Regions from separate parts of the Mus musculus genome. Here regions 1, 2, 3, 4, 5 and 7 are each linked to region 6. The links are chromatin contacts, called in public promoter capture Hi-C maps. All regions are on one chromosome and are shown on one strand. Each heading gives the region's core, a stretch centred on a gene start, on an enhancer-like site or on the middle of the called end of the contact. The rest is flanking DNA. Distances are from core to core; before and after follow the strand shown.

Region 1 (3,117 bases), core at 321-2,820, 660 kb before region 6:
ATTATATACAATGAAATTAAGATGAAACAAATTAAAACTCAAGTTTTTGGTAATCATACTACATTTCTTTGATAACCATATTTTAAGTGCGCCAAAAATGACTGCTAATAGATACCATGTTGGACAGTGCAGATATAGAATATTATTATCACAGAAAATTCTATTGGAAACGCTTGTTCGATCCAGTATCTAGAATCAGTACCTTCTCGTATTCTCAGCATCAAACACATCATTTATATCACCATCCCAAACATTTTACTCCATTTACATCTATCAACTTGTAAAGGTTTCCAGCCATTCACATAGTCAAGAAGTACACTGCTTGAACCTAACCTTTAATGACCAAATACCTTACGATATATTTCCTTCCATATTTATAAATCATCTCTCCAACAATCTGACCAATGAAATGCCATCCCCATGAAGTCTACTTTAGCACAAGACAATGAACCTATGAGACATACAAGGGACTCAACGGAACCAATTTAACTGAAATGAAAACTAACGGTCAACCTTGGTGTCTAGAATAAACTGCTGCTTTGGGTTTTAGCCACATGCTTTATCTCTGTTAACTTCTGTCTTAGTCACAGTTTTATTGCTGTGAAGAGACACCATGGCCACAACTCTTATAGCAGGAAGCAGTTAATTGGGGGTCTTGCTTACAGTTTCAGAGACTTATATAGCAGTCATCATGGGGAACCTGCGAGCAAACACAATGCTGAAGGAGTAGCCAAGAACGTCCACAAACAGCAGGCAGAGTTTTGGAAACCTCAAAGCTCATCCCTCATTAACACATCTCCTCCAACAAGGCCACCCCTCCTCCTAATCCTTTCAAACAGTGCCACTCTCAGTTGACTCGGCATTCAAATATATGAGCATAAATCAAACTACAACGTCTAGTACATTTTAAAAATTGCAGTAGGCAATATTTTTCTTCCCAAAGGGAATCCAAAGTCTTTTGGATGGGAAAGGAAATTTATGTAATCTAACACACCGATTTGTCTTTACTAATGTTGGACCTGCAGAAACCCGAAACTCTATTATTGTGCTCGGACGGAGCCTACAATTTAAAGTTCACTCGTCGCCTTCAGACCACGGAAGCAGGGAACGTCGGTCAGAAACACATACCACAAGGAGTTGGCGAGAGACGGTGGGACCGGATCCCGGAGCCCTGACCAAAGATGATGGGCGGGGCGAACCCGGAGGCCCACGGCGCACCGCGCAGACGACACGACCCCGGGAATGGAGCGGCTTTGGGAAAGGAGAAGCGAAACGCGGCGCTCCAGGAGAAGGAGAGCGGGCCGTTGGCGCTCGCGCGGTCCGGTCGGCTGCAGGGCCTTTCCGAGATCGCCCCGACGACCGAGCGACCTCAGCAACCCGCGCCCGCCCTTCAGCACTCAAACAGAACCCGAGCCCTCTCAGGAGCCCAGAACGGAAAGGAGCATTCTGACCCGCCACCGACCACCTGCTTGACTTGTCTGGGGTCCTCGCGCTCCTTGGAGTCGGACGTCACCTCTCAACGTCCCTGAAGTATTCAAATCTAACCGCCCTAGTGATGCGCATGCTCAGTGCTGCGCGCCGCGCAGACCCCACCCCTTCGGCTCCAGACCGGCCCCGCCCCTAAGACATAAACTTCTCTGTCCTCCTCTGCTCTGACTTAAGTTCCCTCGGGTTTTTCTTCTTTTCTACAGAATTTTCTTCGTCTCTGTTATTCTGAGAACGGCCATCTTCTTTCGAGTGTTTGCAGAGTAAACAATCGCACTGTTGGCTTCCGTACAAAATGGCGACTTCCATGGTATTGCGTCACAGCGCTCTGTGTCTACTCCCTATAGCTACCAGGAAGAAACTAGCTTCTGGGACGAGGTGGCCGAGTGGTTAAGGCGATGGACTGCTAATCCATTGTGCTCTGCACGCATGGGTTCGAATCCCATCCTCGTCGAAAGTGTCTTTTGCTAATTAGTGTAATGTGAATTTATAATCCACAGGATGGAAGTGATTAAATATTGCTTCGGGTTTTAATTCCGATCAGGTTCTATCTAACACAATTAGTCTCAGCATCGAGGTGTTTTAGTTGGTGATATTGTAATTTGAAGGAATTTGATATTTGAAATCAGCTGAAGGAATTGAGATATTTGAAAGGCTGCTTTTGGAATGTTATGACTCACAGATGAAGAAAAAGCAGATAAAGAGACTTTTTTCTAGGAATTTAATTTCTTACAAAGTAAAATAACAGGACATGTTCAGTGGTGGTCTGGAACATGAAATGTCCTAGCTCTGAGATGAATGCTTTCAGTCTTTAATGAGCTCTTACTCCGAGGGCTTTGTTTTGTTTTTGTTATTTTGAGACACAGTTTTACTGTGTAGCAGTCTAGCCTCCAGGTTAAAAATCATCCTGTCTCGCCTTCCCAAATGCTAGGATTACAAAGCTATACCCCCATAATCGCTATTTTGGGGGTTTAATACCTGTCCTGATCGTGAAGTACCATATTGCATTACAAATGCCACCTCTTCCAGCCCTTAAGCAAGCTATGGGATTTGTTTTCAATGTATACATTAAAAAGGTGCCCATGGGGGTGGGGGTAGGGGTGGGGGTGGGGGTGGGGGTGGGGGGGTAACCCAAGTGAACCCTTTGCAGGGCAGTGGTGGCGCAGACCTTTAATCCCAGCAGTTGGGAGGCAGAGGCAGGCGGATTTCTGAGTTCGAAGCCAGCCTGGTCTACAGAGTGAGTTCCAGCATGAGTTCCAGGACAGTCTGGGCTACACAGAAACACTGTCTCAATCCCCCCACCCCCACCCCAAAACAAAACTCCCAAAAACAAAACAAACAAACAAACAAAAATGCCCATGACATTTGAAATCTTGCTATGATCCAGAAACTACTGAAGAAGAGGAACACGACTACCTTTTCAAAAGACAAAAAGCTGAATCTTCTGGATTTAACCAAAGGATTAGGAATAGAAAAAAGAACAGAGATTTTCCTCCTGTAACATCATCAGACAAATTCATTCAACTCACACTTAAAAACCCTTAATGTTTTTTACATAACTAAAAGCAACATACATTTTACATGGATTATGTGTCTCCGACTCTGCAGAACCCTGTGATCATGATAGATGTC
Region 2 (3,002 bases), core at 152-2,651, 590 kb before region 6:
CTGACACCTTTACCAATTCTTGTCCTGGAAGTAGCTCTGTAGACCAGGCTGACCTCCAACTCAGATCTGTACCCCCAGCCCTACTAGGATTAGAGGAGTGTGCCACCACTGCCCAGCTTCCTTTACCAATTCTTGGTGTGAAAAACCTAGCAGAATCTCTGGACAGACCAACAGGAAGAATAAGGTAGGAATCATCCTTCCTGGCAATAAAGGTTGTGTGGCCCATCCTAGGAGGACACAGGACCTCCCAAAGTAGAAGAGCTCGAGAAACAGAGCTCAAATCCCTTGGGGAGAAGAATAAGAAATCCGACTTTGTCCTGGGGGACCTGTTGGGCAGGAAGAGGATCCTTCCAAGCCTAGAGATTCCAGGGAGGGTTCTGAGAGCACTAGTCTGCTACACAAACTTCATCAGGCCCCATCTAGAAACCGTGCTCTGAACTGAGATGGTGAATCTAGATCTTAGGGAAGGTTGGGCCTGAGTCAGGCACAGCGAGGACAGCGTTTAGGACACCTAAAGGACAGGAATTAATGAGAGGGCCATATAACAGACAGCCAGAAATAGCCTAGAACGGGAAGACTGGGAACCAAATGGGAGCAGAAATGTGAGTTGAATACTTGGGTCACAGCTGATGGAGTTGTGTTAGCCTAAATTGCCAGGGGTCAGTATTGAGGCTGATGGAGGGTCTGGGGAAGAGTGGGACACGGGAGGAAGACAATGGCGACAGGAAGAGGAGGAGAAGGGAGAGGAGAAGAAGCAGCTAGAATCAGGAAGCTGGGTGGTGTATGCCTGTAATCCCTGAGTTCCGGTGGAAGCTTTAGGATCCAGAGTTTGAGACTCTATCTCAAAATAAACAGAGGATCAGATCAATTATAGGTATGAAAATGTCAGCTCTGTGTAGATAAATACAAAGCATTTGGGCGATGTCACAGTTTGTCATGTTTGTCCTCAAAACATAAGTTCGGGGAGCAGGCGAGGTTGTTAGCGCAGTGGTCAAAAATTCCTCTATCGCTGCACCACATACCAGAGCGAGCCTGCTTTCCTACCCTCCTGTGCCAAGACTGGCGGCCTCCAAAGAGCCACCCGAAAATTCGATCTAAAACGCTGTTCTAATGAGGCTGATCTCAGGCTCGCGCATGGCTGGCGCAGTGCAGACCGGGGGGGCTGCACAGCCGCGGCCTGCACTGTATCAGCACCGGGTTCACCCAGCGCTCCGTCTCCGCCTCGCCGGCGGCGGTGCTGGCACCGGCATCGGCTGCCCCAAGTTCACGCTTGCGCGACCCGCACGTTCCCTCGGTCCCAGCCCCAGGGAGCCGCACGGCAGCAGGACTAAGACCTTGATCCTGACCCGGCCGGGGATGCGTGGCCGGGCGCTCCGCGGCTCGCGAGGGCTGGGAACTGCAGCAAGTGCCGGAGTCACGAGCAGGGGGCGCTCAAGGGATGCCCCGAGTCAATACCGGGTGGGGCGGAAAGAGAAGGTCCTGTCACTCGCTGAACCATGGGCCCACTAGGGTAGCTCCCTAGAGGCTCGGTGTGGGCGAGAAGCCACCGGAGGGAGTGATGAGGTCCCCGAGGGGCGGAACAGCTACTCGCTGCTCGCTGGGCGCCTTCCACCGGCGTGAAGCTAAGTGGAGAGCGGCAGAGAATAATTTGCGTCCAAACGAGGGAGATTTTCCGGTCTGTAGGGAGGAAGAATTGGAACACATTATAACCGCACCCCCACCACACAAACGCCCACCAGAAGATGCAAAACCCCGTTGTCGTTATACAAACACGTGTGCCGGGGAGCCCACTATAACCACATCCCCACCACACAAGAGCCAAGACCCTTTTGTCGTTACACAAACACTTGTGCAGGGGCCAAGCAGATTCCTTTGCCAGAACACGTAGACACGAAGCGCCACCTAAAAAATCTGTCACTCATTAAACACAAAACCCGAATCTAGGACTGTGCCAGACACATTCAGGATAAGGCAGTCATGGGTGTTGTTTGCAACCTGACTTTCCTGACTGTACCCTTCAAGGCAGGGCTTGGTAACTCTCCCACTCCTCCCTAGAAATCCACTTACACAGCGCTTTCGTAGAGCACGTGGATTTTATTGAAGGCTTCTAGAGGAAAGCAAAGAAAGGACATGTACGCATAGGGCAGGGGGCACAGCCCTTCATTCGTCCAGAAAGTTCTTTCTTTTTGCCTGTTTGGCTGTTTCTTACGGCCCCTTTATTTGAGCAGCGTCTGAATCATGCCTACTTGAACCGCACCCCCACGCCCTTCCAAGAGACTTTGCCACATCTTCACCCGTTTGTGCAGAGAGGAGGGGGGGGGCTTGCATCTCCTAAATTGCTCACTGGCACGCACACTTGCTTACTCCAGGCAACCTGCTCAGCATTCCCTGCAGTTAGTCAACAACACCCCACCTCCACCGTCTTTCTCTTTCTTTCTGTAGGAGGAGATGGCTAGGCATCCTCGAGTGCATGCGCAGGCCAGAAGCCAATGCAGGTGTCTTCCTTTATCGCTCTCCATCTTGATTTTTTTTTCAATTTGCAATTCTTTGCAAACAATTTTATTTGTTTGCGTTTCCACGTGTCTGTACAGATTCACACCTGTAGGAGCCAGAGGACAACTTGTGGGAGTCATTCTCTCCTGACATGTAGGTCCTGTGCATCAAACTTGAGTTCTCAGGCTGGTGGCAATAACCTATGCCCATTGAGACATCTCATCAGCCTTGCCTTATTTTCTGAGATGGGGGGTCTCTTCCTGAACCTGGATCTTACCATTTTAACTAGACTGGTTGGCCAGTCAATCCGGGGAATCCACTCATGGCTGGGATTACAAGTACCATCAGCGAGTACTGCAGATATGAACTCTGGTCCTCACACTGACCCAGCAAATCCTTTTTACCCTCTGAGCTTTCTCCTCAGCTTCAGTGCCCCACCCCATCCCAAACCCCTGTCCCCTGACTCACACATGCCTTTTCCTATCCAACTAGCTTAGAAAGCCCTATGA
Region 3 (3,096 bases), core at 415-2,914, 900 kb before region 6:
ACCACACTGGTTCTCTTTGGGAAGGAATAGTGCATCTCCTGAAAAGCTATTGTGTCATTTGCTAAGTATGGAAAAAGACCCTAGTCAGCTAAAAGTCTCCAAAGATACTACCGGAGCAGTGTATCCTTGCCCAGGCTCATGCAGAGCTGATTGCAGGAGACCACGAGGCTAGTGATCCGCTCCGAGGGGGTGAAGTCAACCCGCTGCTTGGTGAAGATGGGCACCTCCTTCTCCAGGTGGGCACTTACATACCCTATAGGTGGGGAAGACAAGAGAAAAAGGCGTCCAGAGGGGGGTGAGGCACCCAGAAACCCAGAGAAACCCCAGTGTTAGCTGATACTTCTGCTTCCCAAGTATATTCCTACCCACAGGGTCTTGGTTCATAAAGAGTTCAACATGAAATAGTTTTCTGGTTGTCTTTATTGGAAGGGTCCTGGGCTCTTCCCACACTTGTGACAGTAGTAAGGGATTGGTTCTCTGTGCCTGAGATGAGGTTGTATCATGATATGCACGTTCCCAGTGGTAACGGGGGTGGGGGGAGACAGTACAGGGAGGATGGTTTTGGCATTCTCCCTTATGGTCTTTGGCCAAGAGAAACTAAAGTCCCTTCCTTGCTGTCCACACAGTATGGTTCAGTGAGTCTCCATTGTATGTAGAGAGTTCTGGGAACCCAGTCCTATCAGTCCAGTTCATAGGCTACAGTTGCTTTCTCGATAGTCCGCTGCAATATCATCATAGTGTGGGTAACCCTGCGCTGCTCTCCTACACTCTAAACTGCAGCCAGCTTTACCCCGGGACAATCATCTCCATTGTTCCTGTTCAGTAACAAAATTCCCTTTTGGATCGACCCTCCTTCACTTATAACATTCACGTTCCACCAAGTTCAGTGCTCATTCTGCCTCCTCTGCTACCTCAAGATGAAGTCTGGTGGGAACGAACACATACACAGACTCCAAAAGCTTTAAAAAAAATCCATAGAACAAGACACAGAAGCCTGGAACCTATATTCAGTTCTCCCAACTGCAGCCTATAGACAAAAGTAACAAGTACTTCCTTATCTGAGCCCAAGTTCCCTCTTTTGAAGGACCTTTGAGTTAAGGCCTAGATCACGAGGCTGTTCCTGTGGCTCTTTCAAACTTCGACCAATGACAAGCTGGGCAAGACAAGAAAGGCCTGGGGCTTAGATCCTAAACACACGCTGCAAGCTCTAGAGCTTCTCTCCCCCGTAAATGCTACCATAACAGAAAGGGGCAGAGGCGGCCTCTTCTAACTTACCAGAATGGGGGATGCCCACGCTAGGGCAACCAGTCTGCAAGACGGCCGAGCGGGACAATGAGTCCTCGTACTCATCCAGGATGGACGCCATGGCAATCAAGTTCTGGATCTCTGATCTGGGGGCTGGGGGTCACAACTGGGACCCCGGTCGTCCTGGATTTGCAAGTTGTGCTTCCCCAGCGTCTGACAGATCCTGAGAACCTTTTAAAAATTCTGGGGCCCTTTTCGCTTTCTCTGTGAAGGACGAGACGATCGAGGAGCCCCAACTAGTCCATGGCGCAGCTTTGCACCCCAGCTCCAGTCCCAAGAGATTATAGGCTCCCCTTAGCAGATCCCAGGTAATCACAACCTCGCCCAGGCAGCTCAGCTGACTCCCGCCCCCGTGACGCGTGCTTATGACGTGCTTCCGGGTTTTTCAGCCGCGAGTGTTAACTGGAGTCCTGGGCACCTGAGCCTCCACAAGGAGGCGTTGTCGGAGACTCGGCGCGGCGGGGGAGGAGCGCTTGCGGGCCACCCTGCTGCTGCAGTTCCTCATGTTGGCGCTAGGAGGCAGCCCGGGATTTCCCAGCGGCGTCCAGTAACAGGCTTGCGCGGATCCTAGGCTTCCGCAGCTCAGACTTCACTCCCTCAGACTGTCACTGAAAGGCCGGCGGTGCTCCTCCATCTGTCACACTACCTCCTGTTCCTCAATCGAATTGCTGCCTCAGTCCACCTTCACAGGCACAGGCAGAACAGTCTGAGTGTCCCTTCTTTCACCCCAGGGCCCCCTAGCTTCCAGAGGAAGTAGCTGAATGGGTCACAAGTGTGGCTCAGTGGTGCATAAGCACCTTGCCCAGCGGGTATAAGACCTGGATTTTTTTTTTTTTTCCTTACACCGCAAAAAGAAAACCATACAAAATTTAATCTCCAGCAGTGGGAAGGCTGAGGCAGGAGGATTACTAAGGACTGGGCTACAGACCCCCAGAAAACAAAACAGAAAGAAATTGACAACGCAATGGCCAGGTTAAGTAAGCTGCCTCATAGTAGCTCCTTAGTGTAGGGGGAGAGGCAAGGGTCACCGGGAAAACTGAAGCAGGCTACTTCCAGGCACTCTATACGTTGAGTGATGTTGACTGTCCTTGTCTAGCATGTGGGAAGCCTTAGGATCAAGCCCTAGTATCAGAAAAAGAAAAGGGGGTTATATATAGTCTTCAGGAAAGTCACGAGCGAAACCCTATAAGCCGTGTAATGGGGTGGAGAGGAAGCGGGGCTGGCCTTGGGCAGACTGTGGAAGCTATCGTGTGATCCACTGGAGGCTATAACTGGGGATAAGATCTGATGTTGGTACTGGGAAGCAGGTGTTTGAAAAGGACATGAGACCTGAGGCAGAAGACAGGCCTTATGTATCCATCCGGGAGAGAGAGAGCTGGGAAGTGGGAGACCATCTCAGAGGAAGGCACCAGAGACCTAGTGACAGGTTAGGTATGGCAGGCAGATGAAGGAGAGTGTGGGGACAGCTGGAGACCTGGCTGGTGGGAACAGAGGAGGAGCCAAATGAGAGGGGGTGGAGGTCACATGACTGAGCTCAGGGCACTGCTAGGGAACTTACTGGGGAACCCCAGCTTTACCTGTAACCTGCTCCAGGGCAGTCACCAATAACTAACTAGTGAATGTTTATTAGACATTTGCATAAACGAACTCTCTCATGGCTCAGTTTCTACATTTATAAAATGAGAAAAAAAAAATCTCTTAACGGTGTGCGGACAGTCGGATGTTATACAAATCACTGAGTGGTGAGTTTGTGTTTAAATATTACTAGTATTTAATAGCGGATTGTTGACT
Region 4 (2,966 bases), core at 255-2,754, 820 kb before region 6:
GTAGTGCAAAGACAAACAAGGCCCAGTGTGTCAGGTCCCTGGCTTGTCAACAAAAAGAATCAGAGTTGGGTGCAGATCCCGTGCTTTCTCTGTTCTGGTAGAGATGGTGGGAGGTTCGCCTCAGGATAGGGTTGTAACAATAGCTTCAATTATTAAGTACTTAGTGTGTGCCAGGCACTAAGCCTGCACCTTAAAATTCATCATTTGTTATAACCATCATCACTTACATACGTCATCATATTTGATCCTGATGCCCACCAGTATTATCTCTATTTTAACAGGGGCCAGTGAAATTACATGACCGTTCAATTAGATCATTCTTTGAATAAGACAGGGCAGCTGAAATTTGAACTCTGACACCAAAATTGATATGTAAGTGCTCCAATCCTATACACCATGAATTCGTCCCATTTACTTCCCTTGCAGCTCACAAGGGGAATGTGGTTGAGAAGAAGGCTTTTTCATTGTGCCCTGGGGAGAAAAGGGCAAGCTGTGGACGGGGCAGGTTTCAGAACAGAGAGCAACCGGCATGCATGGGATGACTTTAAAGACAGAGATGGAGAGAAGGGGAGTGGATAGAATGTAGGTGGAGATTTAAAAAAAAAGTGTAGCTTTTGGAAACTTTACAATTTCTAGGGTCTTTTCAGCTACAGCACCTCACCGAAGCTACTTTACATTTTCTTAATTTACATTATTTCTTTGTGAGTGTATGCGTGCAGACATATGCATATCATGGCATGTGTGTGGAGATCAGAGAATAACTTTCAGGAGTTCTCTCCTTCCACCATGTGGGTCCTGGGGTTCGAACTAAGGTCATCGGGATTTGCAGGAAGTGCTTTTACCTCACTGAACCTCATCAGACCATCATCTTAACCCGGAAACGGGTGGGCATCCGACCCACTTTACAGAGAGGTTAACCGGGTTACTTCATCAAAACCACACAACTGAAAAGAAGCCGTCAAACGGTCTTTAGCCTGCAACTCCCTTCCCTTCGCCCCGCGTCCTCCCTTGGCCCTTCGGCTTTCTGGGAGTACACTCGCCTCCTTCTTGAAGAGGGTGAACTTGACAGCACAGCCGTAGCACCTGCTCTCCATAGCAGTTCTCGGCGCTGCAGAATTGGTAGGTTAGCCTCTCACCAGCGCAGGGTAGGCCTCTCAGACCCTCAGGTTGTGCAGCCCAGTCCCACACGCCCATCGGCGCTGTCCAGGGGCGGCCCAGCGCGGAGAATTCTGACTTTGCACTCACCAAGGCGGGGCGGCAGCGGAGTGGGGCATGCTGGGAGTCGTAGTTCATTCTCCGCAGCGCGCTCCTCCACAGCCAGTCAGACGAGAATCGGAAGGCATCATCCCAGGAGGCTTAGCGCGCTTTTGGGCCGGCTCGGAGCGAGTAAGCCCCGCGCCCACGCACACGCTCAGACTCCTGGGAGTTGTAGTATCAATTCAAGTTTGGACTAGAACCATGGCGGTGACCAAAGAGCTCTTACAAATGGATCTGTACGCGCTGCTCGGCATTGAGGAGAAGGCGGCAGACAAAGAGGTGAGAACTTGATAGGCAAAGCAGTTCTTCGGTCCTCGCGTCAGGGCGCGCGCCTGGCTCCGGCTTTCTATGCTCCGCCCTATCCTGGACCCGGAGCGAGGGACGGCCAATGACTAAAAAGGGGGCCTCCGGGCACTTCCTGAAAGGCTTGAGGACTGGGTTAGGGAGGGAGGCATTGAGAACTCTGAACTGTGTGACCGTGCTGTCCCTTCTGCCACACTGTTTGGAGGCCGGTTGAACCTGAGAGCCCAGGCCTGCTTTTTTGCGCCTGCGCAGCATCAGTTTGTACGCTGAACGTTTTACCTGTCTGTCTGGAGGTGTTTGGTTTTAGTCTGTTTTAACTTCAGGGGGATCCTAGGAAGAAAAGTCTCTAGGCTCTAACTCCTCCCCTCAGCCCCTCTTCTTTTTCTGGATTTGACGTTGAGGCCTAGAACCTAGAGGCCTCAGTTTTCTTTTCCTCTTTTTAAGTATCAGATGTTCCAATGTTGTCAGTGCGTGCTGCTTAGCGGGTTAAACAAGAGGATCAGAAGGTTAAAGCAGGTGGTGTGGGGGTCCACTTATCTCAAGTGCTGTACTTAAGGTTTCTGTTATTTACTCTTAGATTGTGGTGGCAATAGTGACAGTACACGCAGGGGAGTTCATTGGATAAAAAGTAATGCCCACCGGGCTGGGCATAGTGATCCAAGCCTGTAATGCACTTGGGCGCTGGAGGGAGGAGAATCAGGAATTTAAGGTCAACTTCAGTTTCTTGTGGAGTTTAAGGTCAGCTGTCTTAACGTGTTTAAGGTGGGGGGGGGGAAGAGATCCTTTTTATTTATTTATTTTTTCGAGACAGGGTTTCTCTGTATAGCCCTGGCAGTCCTGGAACTCACTTTATAGACCAGGCTGGCCTCGAACTCAGAAATCCGCCTGCCTCTGCCTCCCCAGTACTGGGATTAAAGGCATGCACCACCACCGCCCAGCAAGAGATCTTATCAATGCTCTTATACTTCTGGACTGCTTGTCCAATGCTTGAGTGTCAGAAAGAGTGCTCTGGGGCAGAAAATCAGGGTGATTGGATTCTTCAGTAAAGTTGTGGTCATCCTGCTCAGAAAGCTTCCTGAAGATTTGGCTGAAGTCAAAAATGGATGTAGAAATAAATACTCGTAAAGCACAGGCTTTCTCTTTGCAGCCCTGGCTGTCCTGGAACTCACTCTGTAGACCAGGCTGACCTGGAACTCAGAAATCCACCTGCCTCTGCCTCCCAAGTGCTGGGATTAAAGGTGTGCGCCACCAATGCCCGGCTCTCTCTCTCGCTCTCTCTCTCTCTCTCTCTCTCTCTCTCTCTCTCTCTCTCTCTCTCTCTCTCTCTCTCTCTCTCTCTCTCTCGAAGAAAAGTTGATGTAGCCCTGGCTGTCTTGGAACTTTCTATGTAGATCAGGCTAGTTTTT
Region 5 (3,065 bases), core at 337-2,836, 940 kb before region 6:
CCTTTCTCACCGCCGTGCTCCCCGCGTTCCCACGCCAAAAATAACCCGCAGGAAACGCAATTGTGCTCTGAGTCCAGGCAGCGAGCGGAATCCGAGCGTCCAGCGCGGGGCGCAGCTCCGGCCAAGCTAAGCGTCCTGGCCCCCACCCCCCAAGCCTGCGTCCCCAACCCCCACCCCCGCCTATAACTGGTTAACTCTTTCGGCGCTGTGTGATGTCGCCCCCCTGTGGCCGAGAAGTTAGATACTCACCTGGCCGCAGGTCGTCTCCCGGTGTGTGCCAAGCTTGGATGTTGAGTGAGAAGGTTCCCTGGGAAGCAAAAGGGGGGGTGGGGGACATTAGAGATAGCGATATCAGCAGGGAGGGAAAGGAGGGGGTGCCTCGCAGCAGCCTGTTTAATTAATCTAATTGCAGGATATAGTTACGGAGCTCGGCTCAACATAACTGGTGTTCGCGCAGCGCTGCGCGCGAGCTGAGAAGGCAGGGGAGGGATGAGGGATGCGGGAGTGTAAGTGAGAGCCGGGGGGTGGGCGGGCGGCGCCGCGTTGGGGGTTTGGTAATGAAATTCGTATCCCAAGAATTGGGGAGAAGGAAAGGGAAGAAACTGGGAGGAAAGACTAACCAAAGCCTCTCCGGGATGATCCTATGAGAGAACAGGGGGGCGGGGGCAGAAGAGAAAGAGCCCTTGGGGCTCTCCAGAGAGCGCTTTGGAAAGGAGCTCTGGTGTCCCGGCGCTCCCTTCTTTCCCTTCGGTTATCTCCCGGTGCATTTAAGTTGTGCTTACCGGCCAGGTGAAATTGAAGGGCAACTGCAGAGGGTTGCGACCACTGCCGCTATTCTTGTCCCTGACGACGAAGGAGTTGGTGCCCAATACCGGCGTGGAGACATTGCCAAAGGTGCAGGGTCCCTCGGAGAAGGTTGCCTGGAAGTGCTTAAGGCAGATGCGGAAGAAAGTCCGGCAGCCCGGTTCGCAGGACTGCCCATTGGCCAGCATACCGCGCTGGTTGACGAACTCCTGCAGCCGCAGCTGGAAGATGCCGGAGCCCGCAGCGCGCTGCTGCACAGGGACCGAGAGAAGGAGGGAGGAGAGCGGTCAGGCTCAGCCGGGGCCGGGGCGCAAGCCCGGAGCGCTGCGGGAGGGGGCGGAGAGGACGTGAGACATTACCTGCGGCCACAGTACCGCCAGCAGCAGTAGCGCCCAGCGACAGGCGCTCCGGGACGCAGGCGTCATCCCTTGGGGTGTCCTCTCCACTCCGGGACTCCGAATCTGCTTGTTAGGGATGTCGCTCTCCCGCAAGTCCCGTCTGCCAGCCGAGTTCCTGAAAAGCTGATTCCCCTCGGGACGCTGCTCCCTTGTCGCCTTCTCAAAAACTCCGCTGCTCGATGCCTCGGTAGGTAATCCAGGTGAGGGCGACTGGGCGGTGGCTGCTCTAAGTACGTGTCCTGGAGCAAATCCTAGGGTCTCGAGCGGGCTAGTGAGGGAGTACACTGCACCCAAGTGACTTTGGCTGCAGCTCTTGGCCTCGGGTTCCTAGCCTGCGAGCAGCGCCGCTACTGAAACCTGCTTGCTCCAGAGCCTTTCTTATATATATTGGCTGCTCTTCGCAGCCTGTCAGTCAGACAGACTCACGGTCACTCTCCCCTCCCCTCCAGGCCTCTAGTGGCTACAGTCCCAGCACCCACCGGAGGGGGCCTCCGCCCCCGCCGCTCCCCCTGTCAGCCAGCCAGTAGGGCGCAGGTCCCCGCCCCTCTTCCAACTTCTGGGCTTCCAGCTCTGCGCGTGCCCGGCGAGCAGTCCTTAGAGATCGTCTGCTTAAAGGCTGAGACCCTCGCCACCAGAGGATAGGAGGGTAGCCCAGTGATGCGGCGGGAGGTGAGGTGGTTCCCGAATGGTCCAGGGGGTGGAAACTCTAAGGGGTCCCCGTAGGCGGTGCACCTGATCCAGGCATTAGATACCTACAGTCCTCTAGCAGGTGGGGAAAGCTTAAACTAGGAAAGCAAAAAGCAGGACCAGGGGATTTGGATCTCCCTTTCCTTTCCAGACTTTAGGTAGCTCCTGCCTCGCTGGCCTCCAGCCTATGTGTGCCCACCCTCCACGCGTCCCCAGCACCGCAGGGAAGCCATCCGACGCCTTAACCTTTCCCTGGCTATTCCAAGCAAGGCAAAGGGCCAAGCGTCTAGGACTCTGGTCTTCTCTGCACCTGGTAGGCGTGTCACCTCAAGCAGCAGGGCGTGCCCAGCGCGTGCCTTCTCTCTTTGTCCCCCACCCCCACTCCCTCCTGGCTCGTGCTAGAGCCAGGACTAGAGGTTCGAAAGAGAGGTGGGGGGCGTGGTTCTCGAAGTGGGGGGGGGGTCCTCAGCTGTATGGTAATGAGGTTCTAGTCTTTTCCCTCAGTGCCTATCTCACCTGGGTCGCGCTTGGTCTCCATATCCTCATCCTGGCCCCCACCCGCGTCCCCTAGCTCCGCTGGAGTAGGGAGGAAACTTTCTTAATTCCAGAATTTCCTTGGGCCACTTGAGAGGCAAGGTGAGAGAGCTTGAGGCTGATCAGGTCTAGATCTCTCTGCATAGGGCAGGATGTAGGGTGGAACTGGAGGCGCATAGAGTTGTTTGAGTTTCGGGTGGTTTCACCCATGTCACACGCGCGCCTCTCCCGGGTGGCCTCCGAGCGCAAACCCTGCAGCTGCTTTCCCAGAACCCGTCGTGCTCCCCCGAGGCTGCAGACCGGGGAGGGCTGGCTTCTCCCAGTTTTGGGGGGTGCTAGATTTCTCTCTCTCTCTCTCTCTCTCTCTCTCTCTCTCTCTCTCTCTCTCTCTCTCTCTCTCTCTCTCTCTCTCTCTCTCTCTCTCTCTCTCTCTCTCTCTCCTACAGTGAGAGCGGTGGGGGCCCTGTGGCTTCAGCTGTCAGCCCTCCCGCGTGGTGATTGCTGGCTATGGTCGGACGATAAGATCAGTGCGGGCGGGGGTTGAGGGGAGCAGGGACGCGGCTCCAGCCCCAGGGAGGCCGTGGTAGGGGGAAGTGGAACCCAACAGCTGCCAATGACGAACATGGTCTGATATTTTGACTT
Region 6 (3,087 bases), core at 515-3,014:
CATTGTGAACACACCCCCACAGGCATGGAAGGAGGAGGAACATACACCCCGGATTATGTGTAAGAACACTTCTGTATTCTGAAAACTACTAGGCCTCAAGGGTTCTAGATTCAGGATAGTGGCACCGAATAACCTTTCCCTGAAGAAAGGCAAGTAGCGGGTGCTAATGAGAGCTTGTTCAAAGCGTAACCTCTGACTCATCAGACTGAGCATCAATTATTTGCCTGAAAGGCCTATGAAAGAAAGTGTTGGTGATATTGCTTGTGATCCAGAGCCAGAGTCTACTACTGAATAACTCTACCTGCCTTTTACACTATCTCTGGGTTAAGTCTTCTTGGTTATAAAGGCCACCGTGAGCTGTAAATTCCTGGGCTAACTGGGATCAGCTGTAAATTCTTAGGATTATCAGTATCATTACCTAAAAGTGGCTGATGGTTTTCCTTCCATTTTCCTGCACCTTGGGAACATAAAACTAAAAAAACTAAAAAAAAAAAAAAAAAAAAAAAAAGCCAGCTGGGTCTCCCTGAGTCCCCTGCACATTCTGTAACACTATTCTGGTGGCCTAGGCCCTACTTCCTGGTTCCCTGGAAACAGAGAAGTTGCCAGATGACCTGTAGGTTATCTTACTATTTACAAGAAGCATGTATAACTGTATGTAAAGTTACAAATAAGGCCTAAAAAAGTAAGCTTCCCGCCGGCAGCAGGGGTTTTGTGCATGTTTTACCCATGACTGTGTTCCTAGCGTCTAAATCATTAAATTAAAAAGTATATTGGTTTAGTGGGAGAATCTTGGCCCTGACAGCTTAAGTAAAGCCTTTTCCTAAAGAAATACTAGATATAGAGAAAAGACAGACATTGTGAGTTAAAGAAGTAAGGCAGATGGAGGAAAGAAGTACTTTCAAACTTCAGGAACATTTTAGTTCGGCAGATACACTATTCAAGGATAGGGAGAGACTGTCACTGCCCTCAGCTTAACTTCCACACAAAAAAGGAAAGTGATGTTTTAAATAGAACTCGGTAAACACTGCATTACAGCGACAATAAACATGTTCTATACCTATTCCTCAAAAGTCTCGGAGGAAGGTACAAAAAGTTCTTCCACACAGGAAACGGGATTTACACAGTGTGACCTGGGAGTTTGTTTGCTGAGAGCACAAGACCTGGACCCACGCCCCCTAAGCATCCCCAGCACAAAGTAGCAATGAGTGACTATGAATGTGCAGTCACAACCCACCTCGAGGCCTGGGGCGAGTCAGTGTGGGGAAGAATGGTTGGAAGGACGAAGGGTGGTTAGGGGACGTCAGTGGGAATAAGAAGCACAGCAGAGAGAGGAGCCCGACCGGGGAAAAAAGAGAATTCAGGCCAGGTGCTGCCTTCTCAAGACCAGTGGCGGCGCAGAGGCAGAAAGTGAGGGTAGTGGAACTGCAATATGAAAAGCCTTTAGGATCTAAGTGGTCGCCCCAGACTGGAGGCGTCTGGCTGGGTTCCTAGACTGGAGAACACCGGGCCAGACCAACCACGTTCCTACCCGTCCGCGCGCATCCGGCCGCAGATCCTGGAAGTCCGAGCCGTAAATGGCCTCCAGGGCCTGCAGCTCGTGGTCCTGTCGCTGCGAATAGCTCTCCTGTGGCTCAGCCCGGCCGCGTCCAGAGGCCCCGCGGCCCCCAGCCATGGCGGCCGGGGCAGGCGCAGCGGCCTAGGCGAGGTAGCGGTGATTCTGGGGTGGGTAGGGGAGCTCCAGCCCGCGCCGTGACCGAACTGAGGGCGGGGCCTCGAGTCGGAGTCGGGTCTGGGGGAGGGGCCTCGAGCTGATGACAGGTCTAGGGGGTGTGGCTCTGCTCTGGGGAGGCGCTTTAAAGACAGGATCTCCAGCGGGAGACGAACCTGGGGGCGGAGTCTCGAGCTGAAGACCGACCTAGGGGCGTGACTCTGAGCAGGTGAGAGGGCCTTGGGCGGAGCCTAGGCCAGGAGGCGGGTCTGAAGGCGGGGTTCTCCGCGGCTGACTCGTTTGGCCCACTCCGGAGAAGGCCAGTGGGCGGGGTTTTGCTCCAACTTCTCATGGCCCAAGACTTCTAATAAAACAAGAGTAGGGGAAAGCTTTGCCTTCTTCCTGAGGGGAGAAATTGAGTCAGGAATTGCCAACACACTTTGGAGAGCCAGTCTCTTAGGTCAAAGTGACAACACATATTAGTTTTCACAAAACAAGTATGTAGCAGAAACAGGCGCTGGAACTCCTTCACCCTGCCTGGCTAGAGAGAGGAAAATTTTAGAGCGCAGTCATGAGTTAAATCGTTTATCTTACCTGACCTTCCCAGAATGAGACTACTGGGAGGAAAAAACCGTAAACCCTGTTTCCCACATTCGTTACCCTTGAATCATTAATTAAATGTCTCATGCATGCTCTCTGGACTCTCTGAAATTCTCTCCTTGCATTTTCAAATCCCACAAAGAGAATTATCCGACCAGTTCATTTAATGTAAATTTGAGCATTCACATTCATGTAAAATGTTGCACCCTACTTTACATACTTAAGGGATGTATTTGTGTCCATATGAGTCAGGGTCTCCCTCTGCAGCATGGTCTGGCCTTGAATTCATAGTAATCTTCCTACTTTATCCTCTCAGCGCTAGGATCATGAGACTGTGCCACCATCCCTATTTGACCATATTTTTTTTTCACGCATATAAGTAACCTATCTATTCAGACATTGCTATTGCTTTGTTGTCTACCTGCTGTAGCTTAATTCAGAAAAAAAATGCACTATCATGCCTCGAGTTAGGTTAGGTGACATGTCTCTGTCAATCTTGTTTGCATCTATCTTGTTCACTTAGTAATGTTGACTTAGGCATCTCACCTTCAGACCACTCTGATCAGACAAGGTAACACAAAGGCCTTTTAGAAACCACCTCCTCCCTCCTTCAGCTGGAGACCTGTTCTGTTTCCAGGGACCCCTGCCTGGATACATGGCAGAACTCAACAAACAGTGAAGATATTTGTTGAGTGCTGCCTTTTTTTTTTTTTTTTCAGCTCTCACATTCAAACTGTCATCATGTCCTCAGTTTCCCCCTAAGCTGCAGCCCATTTTTA
Region 7 (3,083 bases), core at 152-2,651, 780 kb before region 6:
CAGGGCCCCCTTCTGTATTCTCAGCAGAAGCCAGACCACGAGGGCCAGTCTGTGTCCAGCAGAACCTGGGGATCCCAGCGCCACAAACAGCCTCTGTTGGAAACCTGCCAGGCAGAAGCCATGGGCGGAGGGAAAAGAGATAAAGGGCGGAGAGGAAATGAAGGGGGAGGGCCAGGCCAGCACAGGGAGAGTGATTGACAAGGAAGGACTCTACTAGAGCAGGATATGGGAAGCTGTGTGTCCTGGGTAAAGGGAGTTTGTGGGGAGCTGATGGAGAAGCAGCCTGGGGCGCACAGGCCTGTTTTCTCTGAAGGTTCCTGGAGGAGCTGGAATCCAAGATGTCTGGGTCCTTCCCTTCCTCTGCCCTTCCCTCTTTGGCTTTTAGATTAGGCTCTGTCTTGGCCCCATACTGAGTCTATAATCTGTGGAGCTGTACCCTCATGTCCTAACTCCTGTCTCTTCTGTCCCCAGGGCTCAGTGCTGTCAGAAAGGGACTTTGAGAGTCTCGTCATGATGCGCATGCGCCAGGCAGCTGAGCGCCAGCAGCTGATTGCCCAGATGCAGCAGGAAGATGAGGGGCGGCCCACGTAGCCCCGGCTCCAGCCTTCCCACCCCACACCCTTTCTGAATCATCACCAATAAACTTTTTTAAAAACAGTCTACTTTTCTTCCTCTTGGGCTGGGCTCTATCTGCAAGGGCTTCTTCCATGGATGGGGATAGGCCAGTAGAGAATGGTGCATCTCAAGAGTCACTGCACAACAGAACTGAGGAACAACCACTTGTGAGAGCCCTTTATTGGCTTGGATTAGCTGTGTAGGATCCAGGGACTGTCCTCGTCCTCGGGTTGGCTTGCCTTCAGCATGTGGCCTACAGCAAGAGCCAGGGTCAGGCCTAGCTGGGGGAAGCTGAAAGCACCAGGGCAGGAGCCTGCTGTGCCCAACCAGCTGGAGCGAGGTCCCTTAGGCTGTTCACAGCCCACCAGTATTGGGCAAGGGAGTTGACAATTTGGAAAGAGATAGGCAGGGCAAACAGTGATGCAAGGATGTGGGCAGGGCACATGGCGGTCTCTGAACAGGTCAGCTCAAGCAGCTCATTCCTTGTGCAGACACCACACCAGCGTCTGGCCCACCCCTGTCATGCTCAGCACTCGGAAGCCCTTGCATTCCAGCTTGTCCAGGACTATGCGAGGAGGGTCGTTGACGTAGTATTCGTAACTGTAAAGAGACAGGAAAGTGTCATGAGGTCATATGGTGCAAGCACCCATACAAAGCTAAGTGTCTACTCCGTGCCAGGCCTGTTTGCTGGCCACTTGCCTGGTGACAGGCGAAGTGCACAGCCCCTGTTCTGTTCCTTGCTACACACTTGTTTTCTCTCAACAGTGTGATGAAAACACCATTACTCTTCCTGACGACACATGTGAAAACAGGCTGGTTAGCTCTGCCTGCCTTGAGTAGCAGGCCCCAGGGGAGCCATGCAGCTGCTGAGTGATGTTAGTCTTTCCTCTGAGTAGTCTGCCCTCTGTGGCTCCTCTCTGGTTGTCCTGCAATCCTGGAGCTGCAGATACGGATAGTGCCTGGATCCATCTGCCATTTGTTGTCACAGAAAAAGTTTGATTTGCCTGGATTTGTAAAGAGCATGAAGCAGATAAGGGGCCCAAACCCCCAGCTTGTCATCTTGAAGCAAATCTCTAATGGCAAGAGATGCGAGTGGCTCCTCTGTGCTTTGACCAAAGGGTTGGGATCTGTTTGTCTCCTCTCTTCACCCCCCCCCCTTTTTTTTCCGAGACAGGGTTTCTCTGTGTAGCCCTGGCTGTCCTGGAACTCACTCTGTAGATCAGGCTGGCCTTGAACTCAGAAGTCCACCTGCCTCTGCCTCCCAAGTGCTGAAATTAAAGACGTGTGCCACCACTGTCCGGCTCTCTCTTCCCTTCTTGCACTTAGGTCTCTGACAGCTCTTCTCAGGATCCGTGAACCCACTCGGCGCTTCTCCCGCAATAGTAGGGAGGGTGTGGTGGTTTGAACAAGAATCACCCTACAGGCTCCTATGTTTGAATGCTTGATCCCTAGTTGGTGAAACTGCTTTGGGAAGGGTTAAAAGGTGTGGCCTTGTTGGAGGTGTGTCACTGGGGGTGGGCTTTTTTTAACTTTGAAAAGGCCATGCCAGGCCCAGTGTCTACCTTCTGTGCCTTCTGTGTGTAGATTAGATGTAAGTCCTCAGCTCCTGACCCAGTGTTATGCTGCCTGCCTGCTGCCATGCTCCCTGTCATTTTGGTTATGGGCTTACTCAATGTAGCCCCCATTAAGTGCTTTCTTTTTTAAGTTGTTTGATGGCTCCAGTGAAAATAGCTCTATAGGCTCATATATGTGAATGCTTATAGTTATTAGGGAATGGAACTATCTGAGAAGAATTAGAATAGTAGTTCACAACCTGTAGGTCATGATCCCTGGGGGGGTATCAAATGACCCTTTCACTGGGGTCTCAGATACACTGCATATCAGATACTTACATTATGATTCATAACCGCAGTAAAATTACAATTATGAAGTAGCAACAATAATTTTATGGTTGGGGGTCACCACAACATGAGGGACTGTGTTAAAGGGTCTCAGCATAGGAAGGTTGAGAACTGGATTAGACTGGGAGGTGTGACCTTGGAGGAAATGAGTCACTGGATGTGGGCTTTGAGGTTTCAAAAGTACTACATGCCAAGCCCAGCTTCTCTCTCTCTCTCTCTCTCTCTCTCTCTCTCTCTCTCTCTTTCTCCCCCCCCACTTCTCTCTCTGCTGCTGCCTGCAGATCAGGATATAAAGCTCTCAGCTCCTGCCCCAGCGCCTGTCTGCCTGCCTGCTGCCATTCTCCCCACCATGTCTGTCATGGACTAACCCTCTAACTCTGCTTGGTCATGGTGCCTCTTCACAGCAGTAGAACACTAAGACAGGGTGAGGAAGCAGAAAGGGAAGCAGTAGTATTTGGCCACAGAGATGATGGGAAGGAGCCTGAGGGAAGGGGCCAAGTGCCTTGGCAGCCAGGAGCTCAAAAGAGGACCCAGGTGTCCTGCTCTGTTTCTGGGGCTGGGCTCTGT

What was found. Promoter capture Hi-C pulls out the DNA fragments that hold promoters and counts their contacts. Capture Hi-C pulls out chosen DNA fragments and counts their contacts.
Region 1: a promoter capture Hi-C map of pre-B cells shows a contact between it and region 6, with 4 times the contacts expected there. The contact joins the promoter of Knl1 here to the promoter of Eif2ak4 in region 6. A contact is called at or near these places in 4 of 39 promoter capture datasets (erythroid cells, hippocampal neurons, liver and 1 more), 1 of 484 Hi-C or Micro-C datasets (CD4 T cells) and 1 of 115 datasets of contacts at active chromatin or transcription factors (pro-B cells).
Region 2: a contact with region 6 is called in a promoter capture Hi-C map of pre-B cells, with 2.9 times the contacts expected there. The contact joins the enhancer-like site here to the promoter of Eif2ak4 in region 6. A contact is called at or near these places in 2 of 39 promoter capture datasets (the C10 cell line and pre-B cells), 1 of 484 Hi-C or Micro-C datasets (embryonic stem cells), 1 of 115 datasets of contacts at active chromatin or transcription factors (large pre-B cells) and 1 of 9 other capture datasets (adipose tissue).
Region 3: a promoter capture Hi-C map of erythroid cells shows a contact between it and region 6, with 12 times the contacts expected there. The contact joins the promoter of Vps18 here to the promoter of Eif2ak4 in region 6. A contact is called at or near these places in 2 of 39 promoter capture datasets (erythroid cells and pre-B cells).
Region 4: a contact with region 6 is called in a promoter capture Hi-C map of liver. The contact joins the promoter of Zfyve19 here to the promoter of Eif2ak4 in region 6. A contact is called at or near these places in 2 of 39 promoter capture datasets (hippocampal neurons and pre-B cells), 3 of 484 Hi-C or Micro-C datasets (CD8 T cells, muscle stem cells and uterus), 1 of 115 datasets of contacts at active chromatin or transcription factors (memory CD8 T cells) and 2 of 9 other capture datasets (adipose tissue and liver).
Region 5: a contact with region 6 is called in a promoter capture Hi-C map of pre-B cells, with 2.4 times the contacts expected there. The contact joins the promoter of Dll4 here to the promoter of Eif2ak4 in region 6. A contact is called at or near these places in 1 of 39 promoter capture datasets (pre-B cells) and 1 of 115 datasets of contacts at active chromatin or transcription factors (microglia).
Region 7: a promoter capture Hi-C map of 3T3-L1-derived adipocytes shows a contact between it and region 6, with 4 times the contacts expected there. The contact joins the enhancer-like site here to the promoter of Eif2ak4 in region 6. A contact is called at or near these places in 6 of 39 promoter capture datasets (the 3T3-L1 cell line, 3T3-L1-derived adipocytes, the SN4741 cell line and 2 more).

What each region holds. Positions count from the first base shown.
Region 1 is chr2:119,045,572-119,048,688 of GRCm38.p6, reverse strand. Knl1 (kinetochore scaffold 1) reads right to left here and starts at 1,570. Exons shown (of 24, transcript NM_029617.3): 1 at 1,466-1,570. It overlaps n-TSgct7 (a tRNA gene), which reads left to right and starts at 1,858; the gene lies at 1,858-1,939.
Region 2 is chr2:118,974,885-118,977,886 of GRCm38.p6, reverse strand. No RefSeq gene overlaps it. Among named protein-coding and RNA genes, the nearest start is that of Gm39914, 12 kb to the left of the region's middle. Within about 2 kb of position 1,401, at least 150 of the 459 cell types and tissues checked have an H3K27ac peak or open chromatin away from gene starts, as enhancers often do. A contact at or near this core is called in pre-B cells, where this site is marked.
Region 3 is chr2:119,287,310-119,290,405 of GRCm38.p6, reverse strand. Vps18 (VPS18 CORVET/HOPS core subunit) reads right to left here and starts at 1,664. Exons shown (of 5, transcript NM_172269.3): 1 at 1,276-1,664; 2 at 112-253. The coding sequence starts at 1,366.
Region 4 is chr2:119,207,258-119,210,223 of GRCm38.p6, reverse strand. Zfyve19 (zinc finger, FYVE domain containing 19) reads right to left here and starts at 1,504. Exons shown (of 11, transcript NM_028054.3): 1 at 1,041-1,504. The coding sequence starts at 1,094. Dnajc17 (DnaJ heat shock protein family (Hsp40) member C17) reads left to right here and starts at 1,429. Exons shown (of 11, transcript NM_139139.2): 1 at 1,429-1,536. The coding sequence starts at 1,459.
Region 5 is chr2:119,324,305-119,327,369 of GRCm38.p6, reverse strand. Dll4 (delta like canonical Notch ligand 4) reads right to left here and starts at 1,586. Exons shown (of 11, transcript NM_019454.3): 1 at 1,164-1,586; 2 at 783-1,055; 3 at 250-307. The coding sequence starts at 1,229. It overlaps Gm14207 (predicted gene 14207), which reads left to right and starts at 1,173. Exons shown (of 4, transcript NR_030683.1): 1 at 1,173-1,389; 2 at 2,041-2,202; 3 at 2,394-2,525.
Region 6 is chr2:118,387,294-118,390,380 of GRCm38.p6, reverse strand. It overlaps Eif2ak4 (eukaryotic translation initiation factor 2 alpha kinase 4), which reads right to left and starts at 1,764. Exons shown (of 39, transcript NM_013719.3): 1 at 1,529-1,764. The coding sequence starts at 1,672.
Region 7 is chr2:119,170,074-119,173,156 of GRCm38.p6, reverse strand. Gchfr (GTP cyclohydrolase I feedback regulator) reads right to left here. Exons shown (of 3, transcript NM_177157.4): 3 at 768-1,215. The coding sequence ends at 1,092. Dnajc17 (DnaJ heat shock protein family (Hsp40) member C17) reads left to right here. Exons shown (of 11, transcript NM_139139.2): 11 at 472-657. The coding sequence ends at 591. Among named protein-coding and RNA genes, the nearest start is that of Gm14137, 2.9 kb to the left of the region's middle. Within about 2 kb of position 1,401, at least 20 of the 459 cell types and tissues checked have an H3K27ac peak or open chromatin away from gene starts, as enhancers often do. A contact at or near this core is called in 3T3-L1-derived adipocytes, where this site is marked.